2 separate regions of the Canis lupus genome follow, and region 1 is linked to region 2. The links are chromatin contacts, called in public Hi-C maps. All regions are on one chromosome and are shown on one strand. Each heading gives the region's core, a stretch centred on a gene start, on an enhancer-like site or on the middle of the called end of the contact. The rest is flanking DNA. Distances are from core to core; before and after follow the strand shown. Region 1 holds the start of H3C8 (H3 clustered histone 8). Region 2 holds the start of LOC119867697 (histone H4).

Region 1 (2,726 bases), core at 79-2,578, 270 kb after region 2:
AATTGATTTACAGATCATTTAATTCTGTGACATAAGCATGCTGTTTGCAAATGCTTATTCCTAGTATTCCTATGGAGAGGTCACAGGTTCCTCTGTTGATGAGCCCAAAAATACTTTTGAAAATAGGCTTCTTAAACTAGTGTTAGGTCAACCACCTGAGGTGAACGTGACACAATGTCAATTTTCACTAGGCCTGCATAGGACAGGATGGGATAATCTACATCTTTTGCAAGCTCCCAAGTGATGCCCATGTCACCGGTGGACAGAGGCAGAGTCAAGGACCACACAAGTCATTAATGGTCTTAAATTGTTACCAGTAAGCTCCTTAGAAATCCTGAGTCTAGGTAACATCCGGGTGGCTCAGCAGTTGAGCATCTGCCTTTGGCTCAGGTCATGATCCCAAGTCCTGGGATAGTGTCCCTTATTGAGCTCGAGAGGACGCTGGTTTTCCCGCTGCCGGTCTTTCATTAATTAAAAAAAAAAAAAAACCCTGAATCGAATTCCATAGAAATCAAGTACCAGCCTGCATCTTTCTAAGATTTTACATGAGAACCAAGACTTCACTTTTATCAAGTCATGGGAATTGAGCAAATTAGTTTCAGACATGAAGTCAAACATGTCCACAGAACTAGTTTTGCAACGGTCATTGCCCAAACTTGCGAAAACTTACACCGAAGCATTCTGCACATAGGGAGAGGCTGAAAGGAGGAGCGGAGGGCACAACTGAAAGCCCAGGAAAAGAGCAAACATCACGTACCAAACCTCCACCTTTTAAGAGCTCACCTTAACACCAAGAACCAACTTAAAACGGGTTTAAAAAAGACTCGAAATTGAGGGAACACAATTACAGCAATTTTAGAGAAAAAGTGGGTGGCTCTTAGAAGAGCCTTTGAGTTAATTCAATTAGCGGGGGAAGCTTTACGCCCTCTCCCCGCGGATGCGGCGCGCCAGCTGGATGTCCTTGGGCATGATGGTGACGCGCTTGGCGTGGATGGCGCAGAGGTTGGTGTCCTCGAAGAGCCCCACCAGGTAGGCCTCGCACGCCTCCTGCAGCGCCATGACGGCCGAGCTCTGGAAGCGCAGGTCGGTCTTGAAGTCCTGCGCGATCTCGCGCACCAGGCGCTGGAACGGCAGCTTGCGGATCAGCAGCTCCGTGGACTTCTGGTAGCGCCGGATCTCGCGCAGGGCCACCGTGCCGGGCCGGTAGCGGTGCGGCTTCTTGACGCCGCCGGTGGCCGGCGCGCTCTTGCGGGCCGCCTTGGTGGCCAGCTGCTTGCGCGGGGCCTTGCCGCCCGTCGACTTGCGCGCCGTCTGCTTCGTACGAGCCATCTCGAGAAAACAGAGAGAAGACTACACTACCAAGTCTCGCAGACTACATTGCCCTTATATATACTCAGAACCGTTCCGATTGGTCTTGCATTTTTCAAAACTCCCGCGCGATGAAACCATTGGCTGAAGCTGAGGACGTGATTGGTGGACCACTGGAGGCTCCGATTGGATGAATTATTAAACATTCCAATCCGGTCTTTGTTGTAGTCAGCCAATCCAGAAATTAACCTTAGGGTGTTCTGCTTCAACTCCTCTCAGATTCCAAATAAGGCATAACCAGGGGGCAGGGGAAGATGCTAACTCTGGCTCAGGAGACTCACGTAATGGAGCGCAAGACGGAGGGTCACGTCTTAAGAACAAATTTGTTTTCTGATGGTTACTTTAACTGAATTGAATAGCGGGGACAGCCCCTTTCTATATCCACTCTGGGAAACCACAGGTAAGACGACTGGCCCGGGGACGAAGCGGTCACCACCGTGTGACAAATGTTGGGATTTCCTTTCATTCACTTCAGCATAGAAACAGCCTGCGCCGATTTCCGGTCCCATACTTTTTTTGCCTTACGGCATCCCAGGCTACCACCCCTCCCATGGAGGTTCATTGAATTATCCCTTACTTCTGGTTTCCTCACTGTAGGTGTATTACTCGCTAAACATGATTGAACATGGAGGCCCCTGGCCATCTACATAAAGCTAGGGTTTTGCAAACATTGCCATCACTAACTAGCTTCCCCTCACGTATTAGAACCTTGCCTACCATACTCCGGTTTCTGTCCAAGTTAAGCAGCCACAATTTATTGCAATGGATACACTGATTTTACTATCCAGAGCCCGTGCCCGTGTAAGGCTTACGTAATAGAAAAGCAACACTTTGTTACAAGCTTCCTAATTTGAAAATGTGGACGGCTCTGAAAAGAGCCTTTGGATGGGAAAATAAGCTTTAGATGCACAAAGAGGTATTTAGGTAGGTTTACTTCCCCTTGGCCTTGTGGTGACTCTCGGTCTTCTTGGGCAGCAGCACGGCCTGGATGTTGGGCAGGACGCCGCCCTGCGCGATGGTCACGCGGCCCAGCAGCTTGTTGAGCTCCTCGTCGTTGCGGATGGCCAGCTGCAGGTGGCGCGGGATGATGCGCGTCTTCTTGTTGTCGCGGGCCGCGTTGCCCGCCAGCTCCAGGATCTCGGCCGTCAGGTACTCCAGCACGGCCGCCAGGTACACCGGCGCGCCCGCCCCGACCCGCTCCGCGTAGTTGCCCTTGCGGAGCAGGCGGTGGACGCGGCCCACCGGGAACTGGAGCCCGGCCCGCGACGAGCGCGTCTTGGCCTTGGCGCGAGCCTTGCCGCCCTGCTTCCCGCGACCCGACATGATAGCACAGCAACAACGCACTAAAGAACAGGAGT
Region 2 (2,700 bases), core at 63-2,562:
AAGATGCTGACTATTCAGTTGTCTGGTTTATCAATTTGAGGGCATACTTCAAAACACTTTTTGACGATGTCTGAGGGGTTCATTAAAAACTATTACAGGAGGCAGAAGAGAGAGAAGACCTGGCAAAGGGTCGAAGGGGAAGGTGCAGGACAGTCTGAGCCAGTCCCAGAGGGAGCCCTTCCCTGGAGCCCTCGTGTTGCCACCTACCAGAGGCCTTAGGAACTCGAGCAGTCGGGAGACCGGATCTCCTAAGTGGGAACTCCCAGATCCTGCTTAGCCAAGGACTTGTGGGTGCCCGGGGCCGGAGACTAAAAATGCCGGGATACCTCAAAATCTAAGGCTACCGGCTGCAGAGCGGGGAGGACACTTGGCCTCACAGGCGGACTCCAAGCGGAGCGGTGGCGGCCAAGGACTGCTCCTGTCCTGACGTCGCTGGGTGGCAAACACGCTGGGAACAAACACGTAGCTTCTCTCTGGCAACCAATGGATCCTCATGTGAACTTCCTGTGAGGTGGGACGGGCATCCTCCCGCAACCTTGCATTTACCGAACGTCCCCAGACTAAGGAGCTCAGGGGCGACTGGAATACCACCTCCTGCCACAGCACGGGTTGTGGTTCTGTTCCTTCCGGACAAGGGCAGGCGTGACCGCTTCCCGGAGTAAGTGGGCGGCTCCGGTCCGGCCGTTTCCCGCCCGGCCCAGGCGCCTCTAGCCGGCTCCCCATTGGCCGCCCCAAGCCAGGGCCGGTCCCGACTGGCGCGAAACCCGGCCACGCACTAGGTGGCTACCGGATTGGTTGGGCGGGCACCCAGCGGCCCGTCGCGCTCAGACTTGTACTTAGAAGCTCTTAACCAGTAATCGGAAAAATTAACACTTGGCTCCCAACAAAAGCCCCGAAACAATACGCGTACAGCCCGGTTTAAGAAAATGTGGGCGGCCCTAAAAAGGGCCTTTGAGTAGTAAGTAAAGGATGAAATTCTTAACCCCCGAAGCCGTAGAGGGTGCGGCCCTGGCGCTTGAGCGCGTAGACCACGTCCATGGCCGTGACCGTCTTGCGCTTGGCGTGCTCCGTGTAGGTGACGGCGTCCCGGATCACGTTCTCCAGGAACACCTTGAGCACCCCGCGGGTCTCCTCGTAGATGAGGCCCGAGATGCGCTTGACGCCGCCGCGCCGGGCCAGCCGCCGGATGGCGGGCTTGGTGATGCCCTGGATGTTGTCGCGCAGCACCTTGCGGTGGCGCTTGGCGCCGCCCTTGCCCAGCCCCTTCCCGCCCTTGCCGCGACCAGACATGGCACAAGCGCTCTGTGCGACGACCTCCCGGCGCTGGGCCTGCGCCTCCGCCGGGAGTAATTATAAGCAGGCGTCGGACCTCGTTGAGAACTGAGGGCGCGGGCGGGAAGCGGGGCTTCGGCCCCTCCTCGGGCTCCGCCCCCTCGGGCCGCGCTCCCGGGACCGTCCCGTGAGAGACGGAGCCGGGCGCTCGCCGCCGAGCTCGGCGGGTTCCGCAGCCCAGGGCTGTTCGCTTCTGCAGCCTCCCCTCCTTACTCAGCGGAATGCGATTAGGGGCTTCCCGTGTCCAACAGTCCTGCACGTCCTCGTCTCCATCGGAGTAATTGTTAGCTGGGAAGGGTACCCCCAGATGCCACCCCAAGATAAGACCTGCCGCCGCAAAATGGGCCACTTTGGTAGGAAGGGGAGCAGAGTATGGCACCCCAAAATAGGCCTCGGACATAAGGGCTGTTAGAACAGATTATTTTTAGGAAACAGACGCAGGAGAGTCTAAAACCAGAAAAGTCACTCTTCTTTAACTCCCAACAATACAGACAACACAGATACGTATATAATAGTGAACGTTGGTCTTAAATAACACCATGTAATAAAGTACAAGACGTTGATGAATTCTGGGTTTTTTAGTTTTGTCTTCAATTGAAGTATAGCTGACATACATTATGCTAGTTTTAGGTGTGCGGCAGTAAATTGAGGTTATATACATTATGAAATGCTCATCATGATAAGTGTTTTTGCCACCTGTTACCAAAATCATTATGATTATATTCCCTATGCTATACTTTGCATCCTTGTGACTTATTTGTCGGATAACTGGAAGTTTGTACCTTTTAATCACCTTCACCTATTTAGCCTCTTACCCCCCACCCCCACAACTACCAATTTGTTCTCTTTATTTGTCTCTTCGTTATGTTTTTTTAGATTCCACACGTAAGTTAAATCATATGGCATTTGACTTTCTCTACCTTATTTCATTTAGCATATGCCCTGTCAGTCCATCCATATGAATAGCAAGATTTCATCCTCTTTTTATGCTAATATTCCCCTGTATATACAATTGACCCTTGAATTATGCAGGGGTTCGGGCGCTGACCCCTGCACACTTGAAAATCCGAATATAACTTTTGACGGACCCTAAACTACCAAAACCATAGTTGAATAGAAGCCTTACCCTAATAAAGTCTATTAACATAGTTTATATATGTATTCTATGCTGCATTCTTACATAAAGTAAACCAGAGAAAAGAAAATGTTACCGAAAGAATCATAAGGAAGAAACGTTTACAGCAGCATGTCGTATTTATTGGAAAAAACTCTGCAAATAAGTGGGCTCAGCCAGTTTAAAACCTGATTGTTCAAGGATCAATTCTATATACCACATTTTCTTTATTTTTTTCAAAAGATTTTATTTAT

What was found. A called contact is a pair of places that touch in the nucleus more often than the background predicts.
Region 1: a contact with region 2 is called in a Hi-C map of liver, with 4 times the contacts expected there. The contact joins the promoter of H3C8 here to the promoter of LOC119867697 in region 2. A contact is called at or near these places in 2 of 9 Hi-C or Micro-C datasets (blood and liver).

Annotation. Positions count from the first base shown.
Region 1 is chr35:25,667,320-25,670,045 of UU_Cfam_GSD_1.0, forward strand. H3C8 (H3 clustered histone 8) reads right to left here and starts at 1,329. Exons shown (of 1, transcript NM_001374585.1): 1 at 898-1,329. The coding sequence starts at 1,329. The coding sequence ends at 919. It overlaps H2BC10 (histone H2B type 1-J-like), which reads left to right and starts at 2,690. Exons shown (of 2, transcript XM_038584488.1): 1 at 2,690-2,726. The coding sequence starts at 2,690.
Region 2 is chr35:25,398,920-25,401,619 of UU_Cfam_GSD_1.0, forward strand. LOC119867697 (histone H4) reads right to left here and starts at 1,313. Exons shown (of 1, transcript XM_038584378.1): 1 at 1-1,313. The coding sequence starts at 1,290. The coding sequence ends at 979. All of the region lies in intron 1 of H1-2 (histone H1.2), which reads right to left.